2 separate regions of the Hordeum vulgare genome follow, and region 1 is linked to region 2. A link is a contact called in public Hi-C data. All regions are on one chromosome and are shown on one strand. The core of a region is the stretch at or near the end of the contact, and the rest is flanking DNA. Distances in the headings are between cores, read along the strand shown. Region 1 holds the start of LOC123426279 (LRR receptor-like serine/threonine-protein kinase GHR1). Region 2 has its middle 97 kb from the start of LOC123426274.

Evidence for each region. Hi-C and Micro-C count contacts between places; a contact is called where the count stands out from the background.
Region 1: a Hi-C map of leaf shows a contact between it and region 2, with 2.3 times the contacts expected there. The contact joins the promoter of LOC123426279 here to the enhancer-like site in region 2. A contact is called at or near these places in 2 of 6 Hi-C or Micro-C datasets (leaf and seedling).

Annotation. Positions count from the first base shown.
Region 1 is chr2H:357,623,458-357,629,439 of MorexV3_pseudomolecules_assembly, reverse strand. LOC123426279 (LRR receptor-like serine/threonine-protein kinase GHR1) reads right to left here and starts at 2,418. Exons shown (of 4, transcript XM_045110079.1): 1 at 2,201-2,418; 2 at 483-1,775. The coding sequence starts at 1,551.
Region 2 is chr2H:357,086,864-357,093,286 of MorexV3_pseudomolecules_assembly, reverse strand. No RefSeq gene overlaps it. Among protein-coding and RNA genes, the nearest start is that of LOC123426274, 97 kb to the right of the region's middle. Within about 2 kb of position 2,571, at least 2 of the 3 cell types and tissues checked have open chromatin away from gene starts, as enhancers often do. A contact at or near this core is called in leaf, where this site is marked.

The DNA of each region.
Region 1 (5,982 bases), core at 1,169-3,668, 540 kb before region 2:
CAATCCCCGATCAAGTACTCCCTCTGTATCAAAATGTAAGAAATTTTTTGACACTTGTCATAGTGTCAGAAAACGTCTTATATTAAGTTGCAGAGGTAGTAGTTGCAAAGGAGAAAATCAATTGTTTCTAGGCAATGCCACAATAGACAGCAATATGTATATTTGTTTGCACATAGAAATATGATTCTGCACAGACAATTTGAAATATAGAACTGACAAAGTGGTACCATACTAAGTCAACCACCGACCAGTGAGACATCAACTTGTATCCAGTAATCACCAGCTAAGATCATATTTGTCATAACAAAATCAGCTGACATAAATAAAGAATGAAACCAGGTGCGAGATGATAAAAACACAAAGTTTCACATGAACTGTAAATAGACCAAAGTTGCAATATAACCAGAACGAGCATTGCATGCCATGCATAAAATGAAATAGCAAGAGGATCAAAAACATAAATTCTGAACTAGAGGTTATACCTGTCAGGTTATTTGCACTGAGGTCCAGTTGGTTCAACACCAGAGAATCTCCCTTCAGAAGTCCACTAGGTACAAACCCAGTGAATCCATTGTTTGCAAGGCGCAAAACTTCAAGATCATAGACATAATTGAACCCTGGGAGGTCTCCAGACAGCTTATTACTACTGAGATCAAGCACCTTCAATCTCCCAAAAGTTGAGAGCTCAACTCCATCTATCAGTGACCCGGTCAACTTGTTGTTGCTAAGGTTCAGATACAGAACTGTCTCCGAAATATCTGCGAGAAACTTGAGTTCTTTGGGGGTGGTGCTGGTGAGCAAGTTTCCACTGAAGTCAACATGAGTAACAGTTGACTCGATCAAGAATTTCCAATCGACGCCGCCATCCAATTGATTCCAGCTCAGATCCACAGACTGGAGGTTCACAAGGAGGCCAAGCCCCGCAGGAATGCCCTTTGTGAAGGCATTATATGAGAGGTTGAGAGCAACCAAGCTCCGGAGACCTTTCAGAGCTGCTGGCAATGGGCCAGACAGAGCATTGCCGCTCACATCCAGCGACTGAAGCGACGCGAGGCCATCGATGGAGTCAGGCAATGGGCCTGAGAAGTTGTTCCCGGCAAGCGACATGTTCTGCAGGCTCCGGAGACTGCCAATATCATCAGGGATCGGACCCGAGAAGCGGTTGCTGGAGATGTCCAGGAACTTCAAGCTCTTGAGACTGGCTACATTGCTAGGGAGGCTCCCGGAGAGATTGTTATTGGCCATGGAGAGCTTGACAAGCATGGTCAGGTTGGCAAACACGGAGAGATCGGCAACACCCGAGATCCGATGGCCGTCAAGCACAACTCCAGCCACGCTGGCGCCATTGCAGACGACGCCGTTCCAGGAGGCCGGGCAGCCATTGAAGTCAATTGACTCGTCATTCCAGGAGTCTGTGACGAAGCCGGCAGGGTCATGGGTGATTCCCTTCTTGAAGGCCAGGAGCGCGAGGATGTCTTGCGACGGCAGTTGGCCCAAGGCAGGGGCGGCCACCAGCAAGAGCAAAAACAGAAATCTGCCAACAAACCCCATCGGATTGACGCTCCTCCACGGGAAAGACTGGAAGCTAGCAGGCCTCAAGAAGACAGCATTTCCCGGAGCGAAAGCTGGGCTGAGCTTGGAGTGTACCTACTATCACACGGGGACTGCACAGGTACTAATAGACAGAGCTAGCACTTGTCCCTTTCAGCTTGATCTGCACAAGACAGCAGCCCACACTCACATATAGAAAAAACAAGAGATTAACTCCTTGGAACCTGAAATGGACACAGAAATGGCAGGTCAACCACAGGTTCGTTCCTGCTTTCACGGTGCACTAAGAACCAACGCAAATGGAAATGGCTAAGAACCAAATCTTTGAGCATCCAAGTAGGAAAACTAAGGTAAGAATCTAGTTGTAACACTTAACTGCCAAAGAAAGAACACAAGGACAGTTAATAAAAACCCACGCCAATAATGCAGGTAGTAGAAGAGAAGTAAAAGTACTGAGCCCCGCCCACTAAACGCAACCACCCACCACAGCTTCTCGGCCATGAACACAACGGAACACAGCTCAAAAGCAGCAGAAAGTCATCTCCCCTCCAAGAAAGCAAGAAACCAACCCTCGAAGTGCAGGGCAGCGGAGGAGCAAAAAAAAAAGTGGCTGCAACGCAATGAGCTACCCCATTTGCATCTCCCTTACCGCGCAAATGACAAGAAGTGTGAGGCACCGGCACTCCGGGAATGATTGGGCTGAGCTGGGTTGCAGTACAGGGGAGGCAAGGCAATGCGGTGGGGCTGAGCGGGAGCCGGGGGTGAGAGGGCAGGTGCGGAGGGAACCCTAACCCTAGCAGCCGGGGGTGGGGATAATGGCTGCCGAGAAGAGGGGCGGAGGAAGAGAGTGGGGCGGAGGAGGGGGAGAGCAGAGTGGAGTGGCAAGGGGCAGTGGGGGATGGGCGGGGTGTCCTTTCTCTGTGTTTGGCGCAACAAAGAGATTTTTTTTTCTGCTTGCGGGCGCGGCACCTTACTGTGACTTTTGCGTTATGGTCCTTACAGGAGGTTTTATATATATACTTGGACCTTCCGCCTTCGTGAGTGTTGGGGGTGTGTATGTGTGACTAGTAGCACCACGTAAGATGTGGGTGGGGGTTCAAAACGTGAAACGGCAGCGAAAAGGAGAAGGCTTTTCTTTCCCGCGATGTCGCTCGAGCCGCACCCGCCAGAAAACACAGCAGCCAGCCTCGGGTCCTGTCCTCTCCTCGCGGACCCCAAACCCGCGGGTCAAGTGCAGCTCACTCCCCCGCCTCCACGCACGCACACCGTCAAAAGGGTTCGTATCGTTTCACCATGGGCCCCGTTCCGCAGATCCCGGTCTCCGCGGTCGCTGCGTTTCGTTTAATGGCCTCGTCAGCCGAGCCCGGAACCACATACGGGAGGAAAATGTGCGTGGGTTTTCCTTTCGGCTTTGCTAACAAGTCTTAGTTAATACTCCCTCCGTTCCTAAATACTCCATCTATTTCTAAATATAAGTCTTTTAAGCGATTTCACTATGTGTCTACATACGGAGCAAAATAATTGAATGTACACTATAAAGTATGTCTATATACATCCGTATGTAGTTCATTGGTGAAATCTCTACAAAGACTTATATTTAGGAACGGAGGGAGTATAAGTCTTTTAAGAGATTTCATTAGAGGTCTACATACGAAGCAAAATGAATGAATCTATACTCTAAACTATGACTATATACATCCGTATGTAGTATACTATTGAAATCTCTTAAAAGACTTATATTTAGGAACGGAGGGAGTACTATACTCCGTTGATTTTACATTAGGATTCATGCAAACAATATATTTTTTTTCTTTTTACATACTATATTACTCCGTACTTGACTAAAACTTGGCGAAGTCTTAGTCGACTCAGACCTAGACATTCATTTTTTCTTTGGTTTGCCACTTGTTTTTTGACACTCATACATTTGCACATCTACTTTTCCTTTTTGCAGGAAATATGCACATCATACGCACCCTATGGTCATAGTGATGATATCTTAATCGGTATCATGCATTCAAGAATACTAAATATGATGATGTGACACAGAATTAAAGCAGAAAGAGGGTTAGCTAGGTTGTAATGAAAAGTATCATACATATGATACTACTATATGATAGTACATTCATAGTGCATAACATCATAAGATAGTTCATTTATTGTCATGCATGACACATAGTAATACATCGTTTATTATGATACGGTATCATGATATGATACTCAACTCTCTCTTTCTTCATTTAATTCTATTACACTTCATCAAAATTGTCTAGTTGGCATGCTTGATACTACATGTGATACTTTCATTATGACTGCTCTTAAAGTAACATAGGTAGATACTGTATCATGTTAAATGTTATGCTATTTTACGTCATGCATGACAATAAATAAGATCATATATGATACTACTCTGTGATACTATGTACTATAAAAATAGTATCACATGCATGATAGAGGGGTGGTGTTTTGGCTGTCGGGAGCATATGCTCCCGGGTGAACAGTAACGCAAAAAACAGTACTAAATGTTTTTGAAAAAAATGAATTTTTGTGTAGATGATTGTATTATTGTCGCAAACATGCATGACAATTTTCGTGTGATAAGGAGCAACGGTGTTTCGTCGATAAGAAAACAAATTTGGGATGACATTTTGGGGTAACTTTTGGTGTTCAAATTCTTTTTTTTTTTGCACAACCCAAAATATTTTACCTTTTTGCCTCAAAATTTGCAGGTAGCATTTGAATGTGACTAAGTACACAAATAAATTTTGTTAAGTTTTTTTTTCATTTTGAACTTTTTTTGGGCCTTGGGAGCATTTGTTCGCGGGAGCCGAAATGCATTTTTGAATTTTTTGCAACTATTTAATTGCATGATCAAATTTCTATAGATCTAGATAAAGTTTGATGACCTGTGTTTTTTTAAAACTATTTGATGACTATTGATGAAATTTTTTGCAACTATTTGATGACTCTGGTCGAATGACCCTCGTCGAGCGAGATGTCCGCTGACACATCCGGATGTGTTCACACACATTTGATGATGTCAATTTGGTGACCTGTGTTTTTTAAAAACTTGTGGTTTATTCATTAGAAATAACCGTTACATCGTCTATGTGGGATGGTACAATTTCAATATTTGGCTCCTCAAACCAATTAGAAACAAACGAAAATCTAGCCAATCTAGCAAGTTCGTGAGCAACTTGATTTGCTTCTCTAGTACAATGCTTCATCTAGAAATGGTAAAATCATAAGCTAATGAAAACAACCATAAAAAACTATCACCGCTGCCCCTAGCGATTGTCCTCCTTCCTTCATGGTATAAATCACCACCATGTTGGCCGAGTTAATAATAATGCGATTGCATCCTACCCTTTGTGCCAGGGAAAAACCAAATTTTAGGAACAGAGCTTCAGCCATCATAACATCTATGCACCAGTCAATATTACCATTAACTCCAGCAATAACTCTACCTTTGCGCCTGTTAATACTGCTCCCAACATACCCCTAAGTAAGTCATGGTCAAAAGGAGCATCAATGCTAAGTTTAACAAACCCTACCGGAGGGCAATACTAACCCCTTTTTTCATGGAGGCCTATTGTGGCGTAGCAGTAACAAAATTTGTCGTAAGAACCCGGATTCCCATTGAAATCCGGTGTGCATTCTGAGTGGTCTCCTTGTGAACCAATTTACGCCTTTCCAATCACAGGTACCAAGATGATATGACAATCATTTCACACACATTTTGGATGTCCATAATACACAATTCATAATTGGGCATTGAAAGTAAATATTCCAAAACTGCTTCACCCGGACGAGACAAACTCTATCGATAATATCATCCATCCCCAGCCTTGTCCACACTTCCTTTCCTCTCTTGCATAAAATAAGCAAATTCTTTGTATCTTCTAGTACATACGAGCAGGCAAGGCAATTGGGCGAGACTTTCATGTATCTATTGGCTAACGCAACACAACACGAAAAGGGTGCCATGTAGCGTACGCCAAATAAAAAAATTAACCTTTGGTGGGTAAGAAAGTTGCCATAACCTATGTGATACGTCTCCAACGTATCTATAATTTTTGATGGTTTCATGCTATTATCTTGTCAAACTTTCGATGTTTTGCATGTCTTTTATATATTTTTTGGGACTAACTTATTAACTTAGTGCCAAGTGCCAGCTCATGTTTTTTCCATGTTTTTGACCCCTTTCACAGGAGGATTTTGAACGGAGTCCAAACGGAATGAAACTGCCAAAAAGATATTTTCTGAAACAAAAAAGATCGGGAAGCCGGAGAATGAGGGCAGGGGGCCTGCAGGGACCCCACAAGCCCTCATGGCGCGGCCACGGGGGCCGCGCCTCCCTGGCTTGTGGGCTCCGTGGGCCACCTCCGCCCTAGGTTTTGCGCCTATATATTCCCTAAAGTCCCAGAAAAA
Region 2 (6,423 bases), core at 1,322-3,821:
GATCCATTGTAGACTCTTTTTTTGTCATCTCTAAATAAATGCAAGATTTAAGGTAAGATTGTCTTATCAACCATTGAGACAACTCCGACCCACTAGCATGGTGTCCTAAAAAAATTATACAGCTTTAAATAATGTTTTTAGTGTGTTGGAGGACGTTTGCTCCAACAAACGCGCGCCCAATCCAGCGACCTCATCTTCAGCAGCTCAGAATTTCCAGCGCGCCAGCGGCCGCACCAAATACGTAGCGCGTGATGCCGTCTTGATCCACGCGCTATATCGATTATAGCGTGTACATGATTTTTGCGCGGCTGCTGGAGCGTGAAAGTCTGGTCCGCACACTAAAAGCAGGTTTTACGATGCATCATTGTAATAGCGTGTTTGTTGGAGTTGCTCTACGTGAGGAATATTCCTTTCAGAAAACACTCTCACCTTTCCACGTTGCGACAATTGACGCACTGTATGTGTACCACGTGTCATAATTTTGGAGATTTTTTCGTAGACTCGTATTTTTAAAATGTTTTATGTTTCAAACTGTGCGTCCAACTTTCGAATCGTTTTCACAGTTGCGTTTCTCACGTCGAGATCATTAAAACAAGATCCAATGTTGATAATTTTTGATGATTTTTTTTTAAAAAATCGAACAAAAAAATCAAAGAAAAAACTATGCTTCCTATGATAGAAAAAACAGAAAAATATGTTTTTCTTTTGGTTTCCAAGAGCCACGACAGTGTCTCTGGTGAAGGCAAAACCGTGTCTTTTGTGAAGGCAAAACAATGCCTTTCGCATGAAAAAATGTGTTTCTTTCGTTTCCGAAAGACACAATCGGCCTCATGAAAGCAAAATTGCGCCTCTCACAAAAGCAAAACCATGTCTCGTGATAGGAAGAAAATATGAAAAATATTTTTTTAGAGGCACGGCCGAGCCTCTTGCGAAGGCAAAACCATGCCTCTCGCGGAAACAAAACCGTGTCTTGCATGGAAAAAACAAAAAACGTGTTTTTACATTTTCAGAAATACGGTCGTGTCTCCCGCGAAAACAAAATCGTACCTCTCATGAAAGCAAAACCGTATCTCTCGCAAAAAAATAGAAACGTGTTTTTTTCGTTTTCGAGAGGCACAATCCTGCTTCTCACGAAAGAAAAAACGTACCTCTTACGAAAGCAAAATTACGCCTCTCGCGAAAGAAAAATCGTGGCTCTCCAAATAAAACAAGTTTTTTTGGCAAGTTTTTTTTTGAATTATTTTTTTTTAAATAAAGAAACATTGGTGAAAACAGAACACCAAAAAAAACATTTTAAAAAGTCAAAAATGCATGCGAAAAAAATCTAAAAAATGATCAAAATGCGACGCATGACGAGAGCTGGAAATGCGCCTAGTGATGCTGCGTGGGGTGATCATTAGGGCGCTCTCTTAAAAACGCTCGCCAACTAGTTGCTGTCGCGGGCGTCAAATCATTGTCGACCAAACGCACATAATGGAGTGCACTAGTTCGGTTCATTTAGTTGTTGTTCATTTCGGTTGTGGAAATTGTAGAAGGTTCACTTACCCTTTTTTCGGTTTCTGTTGCACTGTTTATTCTTATTTTTCTGTTTATGTTCTTCATTTTTATTTTTTCTTACTATTTTGGGTGTCTTTTTTAAAATAATATAAATTTCGAAAAAGTAATTTCCCCAAAAAATGATCATATTTCCAAAATATATGTTCAGAAATTTCTAATATTGCTCGCATTTCTAAGATAAATCATGACAATACTTTGTTCATTTTTTGAACAATGATAAAATTTGTTCGTAATTTCCAAAAGAAGTTGAGAAACTTCAGAAAAAATCACATTCTCAAAATATTATTCCTTTTTCCAAACTTATTCACTTTATCTAAAAAAAGTTCTGAAATTCGAAATTTATCTGCGTTTTTCCAGAAAACATTTACCCCAAAAATATTCAAAGTTTTAAAATATTCCCATGATTATTTATTTTTCACAATTTCTAAAACTACTGAAATTTTCCAAAATATCAGTTTTTTGATCATTAATTTTATATTTCTATTTTGAATTAGAGAATAGTTTGTCTAAATTGTGAATAATTTTAAAATTTGAGAATATCTTATTGAATTCATGAACTGAAACAAAGATACTGTTTTGTATTCTAGATTTACTTCGAATTTAATAAAAACATATTGTTTATGAAAATGTGTTATCTTTTATTCATATAAATTTTAAAATTGTAAATATGTTATATTTTAATGCACATTTTTTTGGTTTGGGAACAATTTTCAAATGTTGGAAATATCTTTCCTATTTTTTCGAACAATTTTAATGTTGAATATGTTTTTCTACTACCAAAACAAATACGGAAGTGGTTTTCGAAGAAAACAACTTAGAAGGGAAACAACAGGACAATGAGTAACAAAGGGAAAATCACGGGAGCTCTGACTCCACTGGCGGTCACGCTGGGCCGGCTCAAGAAACGTGTTTGCTTGTACGTTGCTTTTGCTCGATCACGGAAAACACTATTTGACACACGATGCGTTAAATACTACAGGACGCTCGATCACGGAAAACCCTATTTGACACGCGTTGCGTCAAATAGTACGGGATGCGCCTTGGTTTTTCAGGAGTGGGCCGGGCATTTAACTGTTCCACAGTTTCTTTTTTTGAGAAAATTCTAAATATTTTCAGCCGTTTTTTTCCGGTTTTAAGAAACTTCTAGAAGGTTCTCCGAATCCGTTTTTTCCTTTTTTTTCAGTTTCTGTTTCAAAAAATGTATTGGATTTTCAAAAAATGTACTGGATTTTCAAAAAATGTTCTAGATTTTCAAAACATGTTCCGGATTACCAAAAAATGTCCTTCAAATTCGAAAATTGTTTTTGATTTATAGAAAAGTATTTTGGATTTTCAAAAAATGTTCTGGATTTTGAAAAAATGTTCTGTATTTTTAAAAATGTTTTTCAAAATATGCTCTTGCTTTTTGAAGTTTGTTTGCAAGATTTAAAAAATGTCCGTGTTTTGAAAAATTGGTCACGTTTATGAATTTCTTCAGTATTTTTCCAAATTGTTCTTATTTTCAAAATTTGTTCTCAAGATTTAGAAAATGATTGTGCTTTTAAAAAATTGTTCACGGTTCCAAATTTGTTCGAGGTTTTCAAAGTTGTTCTCAATTTTAAATTTTTGTTCTCAAGATTCAAAAAATGTTCGTGTTTTGAAAATTGTTTGCGGTTCCAAATTTGTTCAGGATTTTTCAAAATTATTTCTTAGTTTTAAAATTTCTTCTCAAGATTCAAAATAAATCATGCTTTAAAAAATTGTTCGTGCTTTCAAATTTGTTCTTTGATTTAAAAACATTCATCTTTTCAAAAAATGATAGATAAATTTAATGTTTGTTCGTTTTGATAGAAAAAGAAAAAAGGAAAATGGCAAGAAAAATGAGCCAAAAAGGAAAAAAGAAATAAGAAGAAAAGGCAAAAAGAAACATAAAAAAAATGAAATTATACGATTTAACAAAAATTGGACCGGCCAAGTCAGGCGCCCCCCTGTGTGTGGGAGCGACCCCCTGCCGTAGCAAGCGGCATGTAGGACTTCCCCTCGATTACAACCGAGGTTCCTTCAATCGGTCAATGTCGCCAAGTTAGGTGTTGATCGGCCAAACCATTTGACCGTTGACTTTTCGAAAATAGATCTAAAATATGTTCATCGATTTTTCACAAATTTGAAAAAAGGTTCATCAATTTTAGAAATAAGTTCATCAAATAAAAAAAACATCGAAATTGAAAAGAGTTCTTCGATTTTAAAAAAGGTTTGATATAGTAAGCGTGCACGTGCAACACACGGCTTGACTAACATTACAATCATAGGTGACAATCCAGTATTCAACATGCATTATGGATCTATTCCAAATAGACATTAAGATTTACAAATCGTTCTAATAGAAAATCAAACATTAGCGTGATCTAACACAGTGCTCCCTCAATTCTTCAAGTTCCACCTCTTGTTCGTATTGCAAGTTTTTTTTGCAATAGTATAGATGGTAGCTGATTCATATAAAATAATGAAATGCAAGATCCTAAGAAATCGTAAATATTACGTTGTTGAAATTAGCAAAGCTCCAAGAGGAGCTGACAATCCTAAATTTGTTTCATATTTTCAATCAGTCTGTTACTTTCACCCATAGTCTTTTCAATGCACCAATATTCCAACAAGACACATGTTTCTTTCGACAAATGTGGATTCTATTGCCTTATAGTGAAGCATCAAGAGGATAGAATCATAATTACTGAATTAGCACATATCCAATCTCTGCATAGTTACAATGCACACAACCAACACACATATGCATACAGAAAAACACGTCGATAAATAGCAACCATATAAGACCGAAGCTAATGCGTAGACAAAAATAAAATATAAAATCCAAACAATTAGATCTGCGATCGACAAACTACAACAATGATTATATCCGGACAAACCATCTCATGACGTTGCATAAACCACGAGGTTCTTTAAGCACTATCGTCATCAGATCCAACCAACAAGACAAGAATTTAGATTTTTACCCTAAAAAATTAGTCTGAGAAAATTCAACAATGTCTTCAACAAGATAACGACATAAAAGAAACACCATCATTGCTAGGTAGGACCATCTTGGTTTAGACCTAGGTTCTTCACCCCAAAGCTCAAGGCCGGATGCACAAGTATCACCACCATTTGGGTCACTTATGTGTTGTCGCCACTGCTTCTCCGCGATCCCGACAGCTACATGAGATGTGTAATCGCCACTGCTACACAACCATCCCTATGTGTGAAGTGGTCGTCCCTAGTCTGCATCTCACTGTGAAGTCAACCATTAGATCTGGAAAGATAAACCGCGCCGCATCTGACATTCAACGTTGTGGAGCCATGGTGTGCCACTACACGTGTGCAACCATGACCATCGTCCAACCTAATCTTGATCACCACAACCAAACCACTCCGATTTGAATTGGGCAAGAAGATGAAGGATGCCAGCCACCCAACAACAAATGAGGAGCGGCAGCCCAACAATATGCATGTATCAATCGAAATCTCTAATTTTACAAGCCTGAAAAGCTATATGTGGTGTATCTGCAAGACCATGGGAGGCGTAATGGTATTCCTCCAAACGAAATTGAAGATTACACTCATAAAGCATAAAATAAAGTAAGTTTTTTTCTTTTCTTTTTTGAGAAGAGGTCTACCTATAGTGAGATGGCTCATACATCCATAAGAATACATGGTGTCGGTTTCAATCAACTCTTTGTTCCATCCAAAAACCTAAGTCCACATTGTCATCCTAAAAGCAGCGAGGATATCATATCTATCAAGATGTATCACGAGTATATCAAACTTACTTGCAAGATGTTTTCTTTTAGCTTGGTATGCCCAGAATCATTATAAACTTTCGGAAATCAGAAAACGCGGGCAGATTTGATATGAACAATAAAGAATGTAAAGACTTGATGATAATTTTAGAATCGTCGGTTACTTTCAAACAGTAAATTAAGAACTATAACACCTAATGACCAAGTATTTGTAAGAAACATCCGTAAATATTTTATCATACAGTAAAATAGCAATGGAGACAACACCTAATGAGTATGACCAATGGTCTTTTCAGAACATCTTGCACCCAAACGAATCATCAACCACTAACAAAGGGTCTGAAGCCGCTTGCTAATTTTCTCCTACCTCTTATGGAGCACGATTCAGTTCAAATGTATGTTTTGTTCAAATCCACCGAAATACCAAGGGAAATGCAACCAAATTTGAGTGCATATGGTAGAAAAAAGCATTTAAGGGAAATACCAAGGGATTTTGCCACACACAACACACCAAGTGTCCAGTTCGACCCCACGTCTGCGAATACCCACGTCGTGTTCCCTGCGTCGCCTCCCTGGCGGCTCGAGGGAAAAAACCTAGCCGGCACGGTTCATCCCCCTCCCCTTCTAGTCTTGTCGTTGTTGGAGGGGACCTCCTGGCAAAGGCCGAGCCAACTCTGAGGAGGGCGGCGGTGGGGCACTTGTCCCCATGGTGGCACGGGCGCGCGAGGCACTCGACGAAGCATCTTGGAGCTACGGCGGCCACCTGATACGTCTCAAACGTATCGACTTTTCCAAACACTTTTGCTATTGTTTTGGCCTCATTCTTGCGTGATTTGAATGAAACTAACCCGGACTAACGTGGTTTTCAGCAGAGCTGCCTGTATGGTTTTCTTGTGTGCAGGAAAATGGATTTTTAGGTGTCCCAGAAAATTCCAATAAAAAATAGAGACAATCCACGCACGAGGAGGAACCCTTCACCAGAAGATGGGCCAGAGGGGGGTCACCAGGCCTCGAGGCTACTTCTACTTTTGTACATATGCATGTACTTATGATCTAGAGACCAGATTGTAGCGACATAGTGCTATGTTTACAATGC